Linked DNA regions of Hordeum vulgare: regions 2 and 3 are each linked to region 1. A link is a contact called in public Hi-C data. All regions are on one chromosome and are shown on one strand. Each heading gives the region's core, a stretch centred on a gene start, on an enhancer-like site or on the middle of the called end of the contact. The rest is flanking DNA. Distances are from core to core; before and after follow the strand shown. Region 1 holds the start of LOC123407201 (serine/threonine-protein kinase BLUS1). Region 2 holds the start of LOC123412308 (protein SAWADEE HOMEODOMAIN HOMOLOG 2-like). Region 3 overlaps LOC123410152.

Region 1 (3,405 bases), core at 646-3,145:
GTTGAAATAATAGCATAGCTAGCAACCGGACGAGGAAGGTAAAATTGCAAGGCATTCCAGGAAGGATGGCCCACTAGTAGTCTAATGTGCACATTATTATGTGCTCAAAGTGTACATTTTTGGTAATCTTGTAACATATGTAGTTATATACAGTACCCTTCACATTGGGATTACAGGATCTCAATCAAAAACGGAAAAACCTAACACAAAAAAGAATAAGATCTATCCACAAGTCCAAATGATGTCATCGCTCATTAATACTCAAGAGGACAACTAGAGCCTTTTAACATTTTGACATTTATGTTTCTAGGCCTTTGGATTATGGATTGTGTCACACGATTGACGTAAAGTAGTTGTTCATAAACAATAATCAATTTATAATAAAAGGATGGAGAGGCAAGGCAATGTCATGAAATATAATTGAACTATTTTTTTGTAAACCACAATAAATTGCAAGCTACTCACCATGTCACTACTGCATTTCTCAAGGTCAAGAACTTTGATGGCAACAAAAGTATTGAGCGGGACACAAAGAGCCCTGTAAACTGTGGCACTAACTCCTTCTCCAACTTCCTCATATAACTTATATTCCTTGGGATCAGTTGGAAACCCCCTGTTACGTGGTGCATGCGCCATGGTCCAAACTTATAGGACGCAAGTAACAGCAGCAATCTTAGAGTTTGCATAGCACTGGAGCACAGAAGACAGTGTCAAGAACACCATATAGGTGTGCCCAAGAATAACCATCAGAATGGTTACGACTGTAGATGAATGCATGGACGTTGTATGATTCTTTAGTTCATATTGCCAATTCCAAACGTCCTTTGGTTTCGGTCCAATGGAAAATATAGGCTAAGGCGGTAATGAAGCAGATACCACAAAGCCACCCGAGCTGGCTCGCAGCAAGTACACTGCAGAGGTCTGGCAGAATATTATAAGCTGCAAAACAAAGAACAGGAAGTCTTCAGCATTGTGAACACACCACACGTATGGAGGATGTAGGCTAGCTGCAGAGTATAAGATCAACACAGCACAAACATAAAATGACCATTTTAGAGACGCCCAAACCCAACAAATGTGGACAACACCGCACGAGAAAGCATACTGAAACCTGGAAAGCAAAGTCCACAAACAGCTCTAGTAGAGGCAGGAGTCATGCATTATAGCACCATGGTGAAACCGAAAGTTGAGTCCAGCATTGGCAGCCTGGACCAAGCATGAAAATATATACCCTAGCAGACAGAGTCTAGCTCAGGAGAGGCGCACAAAGCTGAAGCAAAGCTTGTCAAGCTCGGGCCCCTCAACTCGTAACAAAATCGCTAGCCCGCGCTTAGTTCATGGTAGCGTGGCGACACTGATTAGCTGGGCCGCAAGGGCAAGAGGATTCAATCCGGCCAACCACCTGTCTGCTGGCAGCAAACAGAATCACTACGCCCTAAGCTACCATAACCAATCGACCGCGTTGGAGCAGCTACCAACCCTACAGCCTGCCCAGTCTTTTCGCAGGTCGCAGCCCACCCCCAAGATCGAGCTGCCGGGAAGCTTCGCCGCGAGGCCACGAGGCCGAACAGAGGGTAACCAGAGCAGCAGCTTTACCTGGAAGGCGCGACGGCGGTGGTCCGAGGGGCGGATCGCCTCCGGACAAAGGGGCTGCGGCGCCGAGACGGCGGTGCCGGATCTCGCGGGGGAGGTGCGCTCGCGAATCTAGGAGCCGGGCTCGTGGCCGGCCGCGCGGCAGGACGGATCTGGACGGCGGAGGAGGAGGCGACTGCTGCGGAGGAGGAGGAGGAGGTCGGCGGCGATTGGGAGGAGCGGGTAGGGAGCGTAACGGGCCGGGGGAAGACGAAGGGGGGGAGGGAGGAGGAGAAGGTGGAGTAGTGGTCTTGCTGGAGATTTTCTGTGGCAGCTGCTATAGGCGGGGGCGTATTTTGGCTGGGGTTTCCCGTGGAATAAAATAAAAACTGATTTTAATGGGTAGGTTTGTTTTCGATGTGCATGTGGTCGGTAGCCAAAGATCCTGATTCCCTGTTGCTCGTGGTCGACGGCGCACGGCGGGTGCCTGTACCGGCGGAGCAAAAGGGATACGGTTCCAGCAACAAAATATGGTGGAGAACGACACGCTCAAACAGTTTCTTCTCTCTAATTTTTCGGATCCAGAGAGCTTTCTTTTTCCTAAACGGTTCTCTTTTTTCTACCAACAATCTACGAGGTTGTTTGGATGTGCGGAACCCAAAGAATCCGTTTTATATAAACCAGGCAAAAATCACATGTTTGGCTAATCTGACTAACCTGTAAATATGAAAAACTAGATTTCTAAAAAACCTGAAATTCTGCATTTGTAGAGAAACGTTTGTTAGTTGTGTTTCACTAATAGCCTAATAGCCTGTTTGGTAGTTTGAAGGAATGGGGATGGAAGTTTATAAAAGGGAGTTTGTTGGGGGATTAGGCAACTATTAGTAATCCCACGTCTGGTGACTGTTGGGAATTGCTTGTGGGAATTTAACAGAAAAATAATTTCCTTCATTTGGTCTGTGAGTCAAAGTAAACAGAAAATGATGATGACACATTTGTTTAGGTACAAAACTGGACCCGCCCTTGTTTGCCGCAACGAACAAACTGTTTTTCTTTGATAATTCCCATTCCGTGCTTGAATTACCAGCTCTTCCGTGGGAAGAGATTAGTGGGAGTTGGTCCCCTCAATTCCTCTTCCCTTTTCTTTGTCAATTCCCTTATCCCTAACCATACAAGTGATTTTTAGTCTTCAACACTCTCAGTTCCCATTTCCTAGTTCAACTTCCCTCGAACCAAACAGCCTATAAGAATGTGGCTCCTATATCTTTTTCCCCTGTATTGTTTGTTGATCTTTTTAGACCGAGGTTGTTTGGATGGGCGGAACCTAAAGAATCCGCTCTATATAAACCAGGCAAAAATCACATGTTTGACTAATCTAACTAACCTGTAAATATGAAAAACTACATTTTTTTAACCTGAAATTCTGCATTTGTAGATAAACGTTTGTTAATTGTGTTCCACTAAGAATGTGGCTCGAATACCTTTTTCCTATGTATTGTTGATCCTTTTAGGGGCAAGAAATTTGGAGGGGATTAAAGTGAATTGTAGAGGATTAAATCCCCTGCACTCTCCAAATCTCTTCAATACTTTTCAATATAGGTTTAACCGGACAAGACCTTAGGCACATCTGTCACTGTAAGAAGGGAAGATGTATATGTCGACGACACAACAACCGAGGTCACCTCCTTGTCATTCACGTATGTGCCTTTGGCTGCTATTGGATGGATCCAAATGTTTTCCATCGGTGGCTAGCTTTCTACAAGCGCGTATAGTCGGAGATCATTTTGTTCTTTCGACGGTCGATGAATTGGATCTCACACATATAATAGAAGA
Region 2 (3,361 bases), core at 311-2,810, 350 kb before region 1:
CTATAAGTGTTGGGGCAATCTAGGACACAATACCAACCAACTATAAATAGATGAGAACCGGAATCATCTCTAGTTTTAGTGCTGGTAAAGTGCTTCAACAAAGAATGGCAGAAATGAATTTAGTAAATCAATCATATTTAACAAAAAAAATATATGGCCATTACCGGGTCCCCCGTTTCAAAGAGCCTGTGGGACAGAAAGGCAGCAACATCATACCTGTAACAACAAAGACCGGTCATGCATATAAAACTAAAAGGTTTATGCAAGTAAACTGGATCAACGCTTAACCCCCACCACCACCACACACACAAACAGACACACAAACCAGCCCACACACGCACAAAAATAAATCAACATATACGCAAAAACAGACCACATGTGACATGAAAAGATACAAAAGATGAGAGGATGAAGTATGTATATCTGCATACCACGCGCCATCTCTAGCTGACTTTGCTTCAAACTCGGCCATGCCACCATCCGAAGCACTCTTTCCTGATTGGTAACGAAAATATCAATAATCCATAATCAACATGATACATGGTTCATGGCTGGTCGGTTGCAAAACTAAAGTTTTCTAAACGATGAACACTAAAATTGTTCTTATAGCAGCCAGCACCCAAACACAAGCCCTGGACACTCAGAGGCACCCCTACACTCAACATAACGAGCACAGCACTGGTGCATAAATTTTCTGCACCACCAAAGCAATACCGATATACCATCATCATTGTCATCTTAACCATCAGGGGGAATTACTATATGCTGTGGAAATGAACAGCATACGTAAATATCGAGTTATGGGCGTTCAAGCAGCCACCTGAGTGGGATCCGGGGTAGGAAGAGGATGACCCCTGAGCCCTGAAGGAGGCCGGGTGGTGCTCCTCGGCCCCCGTGGGCAGCATCTTCCCCTGCGGCGGCGGCGCGCCCCTGGGGGTCCTGGCCCGCTGCGAGTACCTCCGGTTCTGGAACCAGTTCCACACCTGCGCCGATCCACAAAATCCAACATACTTTTAGATCGGAAAATAAGACGGGCCCGTCTCGTATCGCCAAGGAAGGAAATAGGGTGGGGGGAACTAAATTCGAGCTCCGCGGACGGGGAGGGGGAAACCTAGTACGTACGTACCTGCTTGTACTGGACGGGGATCTTGCCGGTGCGGGAGGCGGAGGCGGTGAACTTCTCGGCGAGGCCCTGGATGACGCTGCGCTGCGGGATGGCGTTGTTGAGGTGACGCAGGTGCTCCTCCATCTCCGCCACCTCCGCGTGCGTGAACCGGAACGCTGGGCCCCCGCTGCTCGGCGGCCGCCCCATCCTCCTCCTCCGGCGCTGCCGCGGGTGGCGCGGTGAGGAGACTCGACGGGTAGATCGTCGGAGTGGAGCGGGGAACGGGGAGGGGGGAGGGAAGAGGTACGTTGCCGGTTCAGACAGGCGGCCGCTGAGCCTCCACGGGATCTCGCCTCTGTGTCTCCTGCTGTGCTGTGTGCCGCTGCCTGTGTTGGCCGCCCTTTTCTGCGGGTCTGGAATCTGATCCGAGTCACGAGGCCGACGCGACGCCCCCCTTCTGTCGCCTAGCTTTTTTTTTTTTAAGAAACGTTTACAGCCGGTCTGCTGCCGTCCCTGCATCGCTGCCGCCCGCATCGTCGGTGTCCGTCCCCGTCGATCGTCCGCATCACCGGTGCCCGTCCCCATCGGCCGTCAGATCCGTCGGTTCCAGCCTTCGCCTGTCGTCTTCGTCACGTGCTTTCATCATTGGGCTCGCGCGTATACAAGTGTTGTAACCGTCATCTAAAAAAGCTTCAACCATAGACAGAAAAAGCTTCAATCGGCTCTGCCCAGCAAGGAAAACTGTAACAGTACTTGCATTTTTCTACTACTGCCTAACTTTTTTGCTACATCCATCAAGGTGGACCTGCGACCTAGCGACGGCTATGAGGAATTTTTGCTGCAACCGTAGTTGCATTTTGCTATTGCCGATGAACTTTTTTGCTACATCCATCAAGACGGTGTTGCGACCTCGCGACGACGACGATGATTTTGCTGCAACCAAGTTTTTGCTGTATCCGTGGCCGAAATTTGCTACACCGCTGCTTATTTTTGCTATCATCGACGGTTTTTGCTGCATGACTCGATCGTTCAACAGGGCCTGTTCTGACGGCTCGCACGCGATCGACCGAAAGTTTTGCCCGGCGCGCCGGTGTAGATAGTGCCTTTATTTAGAGTTGCCTGCTTTTGTTGCTTGATTGCTTGTCACACGACGTACATGGGGTCATGAGTCTCGTGACTCAAAAATGCTACACCTACACATATGTAAACTTTTTCTCTAACACTCACTCTTATAAACGTACACATACATTCTATCCATGTGAGCATCTTAAAGATAGTGAGCGGACATATCATCTTGAGATTTATGAAGTCATCGTAGACGTCTCGCTGTCGACGGAAACGTTTTCTCCCACTGAATGCACATCGTCGAAAATCCTGAAATAAATTCAGGAATAATGCGAGCACCAGGACTTAAACCTTGATGGACTGAGATACCACTGTCATTCTAACCATCCAATCGTTCCGCCGAGGAGCTGTTGCTTCTTCTTGCATGGGTCCTCACGAGGTGGCTCGTCTTCTTCGTCATCCGAGCATTCCGCCGCCGCGGCGCGGTAGGCGTGCTCGAGTGTGCAGACGACATCTTCTCGTCGCAGGCGATGGTGATGACGCCGCTGCTCCCTGACATCTTGAGGACGTTGTAGCCATGGTGGGTCACTGCCATGAACTTGGCGAGAGCCGGGCACCCAAGGATCACGTTGTACGACAGGTGGAGGTGCACGACGTCGAAGACGATGATCTCAGTGTGGTAGTTCTTGCGCTCGCCGAAGGTGACTGGCTGACGCACCTGCCCGATGGGCACGGTGGACCCATCCATGACTCCTGAGAAGGGCTTGGTCGGCATGAGCTGTTCGTACGATAGCTGGAGTGTCTCGAAGGTCTCGACCGAGAGGACGTTGAGCCCCGCTCCACTGTCGATAAGGGTCTTGGTGACGAGGACGTTGCTGATGGTCAAGGTGCACATTATGGGGAGCTTGCCGGCCATGAATGAGCACCTGAGCTGATCACTTGGGTCGAAGGTGATGGTGGTCTGGGACCAGTTGAGGGGCGCATTGCTTCGGGCTTCGGGAGAGTGGCATTCACCTCCCAGGCGAACTACTTGAAGGCGCGGTTCGAGGCCGGGGTCTGGGCGCCGCCCAAGATGGAGGCCACCGCCCTGACCTCCTAGAAGCCCCCAGGCCCATCATTCTTCATGTCTTCATCCCTCCTTCTGGGTGGCGGAGGCAGCGGCGGCAGCCCAGCCTCATGAGGGCGAGCCTC
Region 3 (3,505 bases), core at 28-2,527, 440 kb after region 1:
CTTACTGTGGTGCATATAATTCGTGCAGTAATCTTGATAGAGAATGGAACAAAAATAATAAGAATAATATACTATGGAAGATGAAAAATGCCAAATTTCCAGATTTCCACACATATTACTTAGAACTTGTACTGTACCATAACATGTAAGAACAAGTCTAAAGTATTGAAACCTTTATCAATATTACTAAAGAAGATAAATTATTTTAGATAACTAAGATGACTCGTGCATTCATTAGTTGGATTGCTACTCTCAATTTCCTCTCTCAAACAACCAATTGCTTCAAATTCGAGGCAAAAGTAATACTCCCTGTGTCCCGATTTAAATGACGCCATTTGCATATAATTTTGTACTAAGTTAGCTCTCCCTTCGCGTCACTTAATACGGGATGGAGGGAGTATATTTTTGTCAAAGGTTGGAGCACACCATTGTGTCATGCAGACATCACAGAATAATTTGACAAAAAAATCAACCAAGATGAAAACATAGAGTTTCCCAAAATTTCTCTATAGTTTTAAAATGAGATGGATGCATAAAACAATTGGCAAGTAAAAAAATACAAAAATGCATAAACAGAAATAGATCATGAATGAATTGACAAACACATATACAAAATTGACTTTTGCAAGGAAGAAATCTCGGAGCGGTGTTATCGAGAAAACAAAAAACGATAAAGAATAAAATAGGTTAATTAGATGGAAAAATTACTAAACCAAAAATGCAAAAGATAAGAAATAACAGAAATTGACAAAATGGTTCTATACAAGAAAAAGTTATAGGGGTAGCCTAAAGAAATAAACCAAAATAAGGTGTAAAAGTGCATACTACAAATTAACAAAGCTTGCATTGTTCTCTCTCTCTAATGTATGGGCTTCTTGGAAGAAGATAGCGATTTTTTTATTCCTAAACTCGAAACTAAAAGGAACCTAGGCCATGCCTAGCGGAAGTCATGGCCTATGAGCCCCCAATCACACGACCGCAGAAAACAAATCAAATAAAAATCCAGTAAAAGTAGAAAAATAAACAAGCAACTGATTATGGTGCATGATCCCGTGAATGTATCTCTAATTCAACAGGAGTCTAAAGGCTTCGCTCTACTAATTTAAAAGAAGCTTGAATATCTTGGAGAGAAAACATAGAGCTGTTCATGTTTTGTGCTTATGTAACTGTGGCGTTCATGGTTTGTATTTACTTGAGAAAAAGACATAAGCTAGGCGTCATGGTTCACGAGGCACCTGCACGTACGTCCATGCAAGGGTACAGTACATGATAAGCAGGGCCGGCCCTGAGCATGTACGGCATGTGCGGCCAGGGCCTCTCGTTGCTTAGGGGCCATCCAGATGAGTTTACACATGTTAATTAGCCTAGAAAATAATTTAATCAAATAAATTATTTCAAATGCTATTAGCATGGGTCTTTGAAGTGAACGGTACATACAGATCTTTAAAAAAGACCGGCCTTACGAATTTGTATATATTTATTTATACATAAAAGATTCAATTTTATCATTCCGCATCGGGGTCCTGATAAAATGTCAGGACCGGTCCTGATGATAAGCTGCGCATCGAATAACAAACGGCCATAGCAGATGGATCTATCTATCTATCACCCTCGCTGGCGCTGTCTATGTCTCACCAGTATACGTACACACGACTGACAACATTAACGGCTACGTGACAAGTATATATGCATCCGAGAGCAACTGGACGCTAGCCAGCAAATCCATCAGGTTATAGTTGTATGGACCGTGGGTGTACGAACCTGCAGAAAGGGATAGATATGGTCCCGAGTAAGAATTGACTTAGTTCTAGTATACGTCAAAATCCCATTTTCAACCAAAAAATTGGTACGGTGCTAATATTATGATGACCTAGCTTTTATTCCCTCCGTAAATTAATATAAAAGCATTTAGAACACTACTTTAATAATCTGAGGAAGTACATTAGATTTTTGCGGATAGAAGGATGGTTGAATTAGGCCTTGTTTGGAACCACAATAGATTATGATAATTTGAATTATGAAGGTAGATTATATAATCAGGTTTATAAAAATAATCCAGGTGAACATGTTTGGAGGCCAGATTATATAAACTGTAATCCAGGTTTTACATTGCATAATGACCTGTCCGTCCTCTGATTTATTTTAAAAAAGAGGAGGGTGGCGGTGATAGGAATGTAATTATCTCCAATTAGCAATCCATAATCTGATTTTAGCTGGTGTAGAATAGATTATGAGTTTTTAATAATCTGTCTATCTAGTTTTTATAATCTACATCATAATCTGTCCTGTTTGGAGACATAATAGATTATAAAAACTGGATTATATAATCTAGGTGGTTCCAAACATGCCTTAATCACGTTAGTTAAGTATAAGGAATTAATACAAACTCTAACCAAGCTTAGCTAATCTCTGGGTGATCAGGGTCCGCCGGACGTCCCCAGCCAACTGATGCAGGCCACCGCCTATATCCAAGATCTATACGAGAGGGTCGAAATGCTGAGGCAGATGAGAGATGACAAAACCCAAAGGACGGTCGGGCGCAGCAGCAGCGGCAGCAGCAACGTCCCACCACGCACAGAAGGGGCAGGACGATGCGCATGCGGTCCTCCGGACATCACGGTGCACCTCAGCGGGGTGGCGCATTTCGACGTGAGCTTCACGACGAGCTCCGCGGGAAGGGTCGAGATGCACAGGGTGATCCGCCTGGTCGAGCAGGATCGACGCATGGAGGTCGTCGAGGCGAGCTGGTGCCTTGTCGATGGTGGCAAGGTTTTCTACACGATCAAGTGTAAGGTAATGCATGGTCATCGATCCCGGCTTCTGCACACATGCTTGATGATCAATCTTGTTCCTGCAAATGACAATGTGATCGCTGTGCGTCTGTGGTGTGCAGGCAGTGAGCTCTGAGGCTGTCTTGGATGCATCCATGGCGGCGACAAGGCTCAGAAGGTTGTTGATGGACTCACTTGATGGTCATGGCGTCTAAGTATGTAAATTGGTCAAGTATTAAGCTCGGCTGTAAGATCTGCAAAAGGCCAAAGGATGGGGCTTAGTGGAAAATTTTGACCCAAAAAACAAACTAATTCACAAACTGAACTAGGTTTGAAATTTTTTCACTCAGCTGATCCTTTCGTGTGACGCATTTGTTTTAGACACCACACTACACTCTGTGACGCTCGATACTATGTTGTGTGACGTCTAAGACGAAGGCGTCACACAGTGTAGTGTGACGTCCGACTGTCGGACGCCACACGAGAGGGTCAGCTGGGTGAAATTTTTTCAAACGTAGTTCAGTTTGTGAAATACTTTGGCTCCTGGGTCAAATTTATCAATTTTGCTAAAGGATGGCGGTATCTCAATCTTCTTATTGTAAACTTAAATTGTACCTTGGTCCGTTTGTAATTTTCTTTCTTTCCGGGGTGAGTTGCACTTGCACCACAACTTAATTTCAATATAAGTCTGCGGCCCTCTTCGCAAGAAAATGTATCTTGGTTTATTGTAATGT

Evidence for each region. Hi-C and Micro-C count contacts between places; a contact is called where the count stands out from the background.
Region 2: a contact with region 1 is called in a Hi-C map of an unstated tissue, with 8 times the contacts expected there. The contact joins the promoter of LOC123412308 here to the promoter of LOC123407201 in region 1. A contact is called at or near these places in 3 of 6 Hi-C or Micro-C datasets (leaf, seedling and an unstated tissue) and 1 of 1 datasets of contacts at active chromatin or transcription factors (embryo).
Region 3: a contact with region 1 is called in a Hi-C map of seedling, with 2.6 times the contacts expected there. The contact joins the enhancer-like site here to the promoter of LOC123407201 in region 1. A contact is called at or near these places in 2 of 6 Hi-C or Micro-C datasets (leaf and seedling).

Annotation. Positions count from the first base shown.
Region 1 is chr7H:153,755,079-153,758,483 of MorexV3_pseudomolecules_assembly, reverse strand. LOC123407201 (serine/threonine-protein kinase BLUS1) reads right to left here and starts at 1,895. Exons shown (of 21, transcript XM_045100281.1): 1 at 1,597-1,895; 2 at 466-939. The coding sequence starts at 636.
Region 2 is chr7H:154,109,073-154,112,433 of MorexV3_pseudomolecules_assembly, reverse strand. It overlaps LOC123412308 (protein SAWADEE HOMEODOMAIN HOMOLOG 2-like), which reads right to left and starts at 1,560. Exons shown (of 7, transcript XM_045105263.1): 1 at 1,127-1,560; 2 at 821-983; 3 at 432-495; 4 at 165-216. The coding sequence starts at 1,312.
Region 3 is chr7H:153,311,708-153,315,212 of MorexV3_pseudomolecules_assembly, reverse strand. It overlaps LOC123410152, which reads left to right. Exons shown (of 3, transcript XM_045103048.1): 2 at 2,422-2,793; 3 at 2,894-3,505. The coding sequence ends at 2,986. Among protein-coding and RNA genes, the nearest start is that of LOC123410152, 12 kb to the left of the region's middle. Within about 2 kb of position 1,277, at least 3 of the 3 cell types and tissues checked have open chromatin away from gene starts, as enhancers often do. A contact at or near this core is called in leaf and seedling, where this site is marked.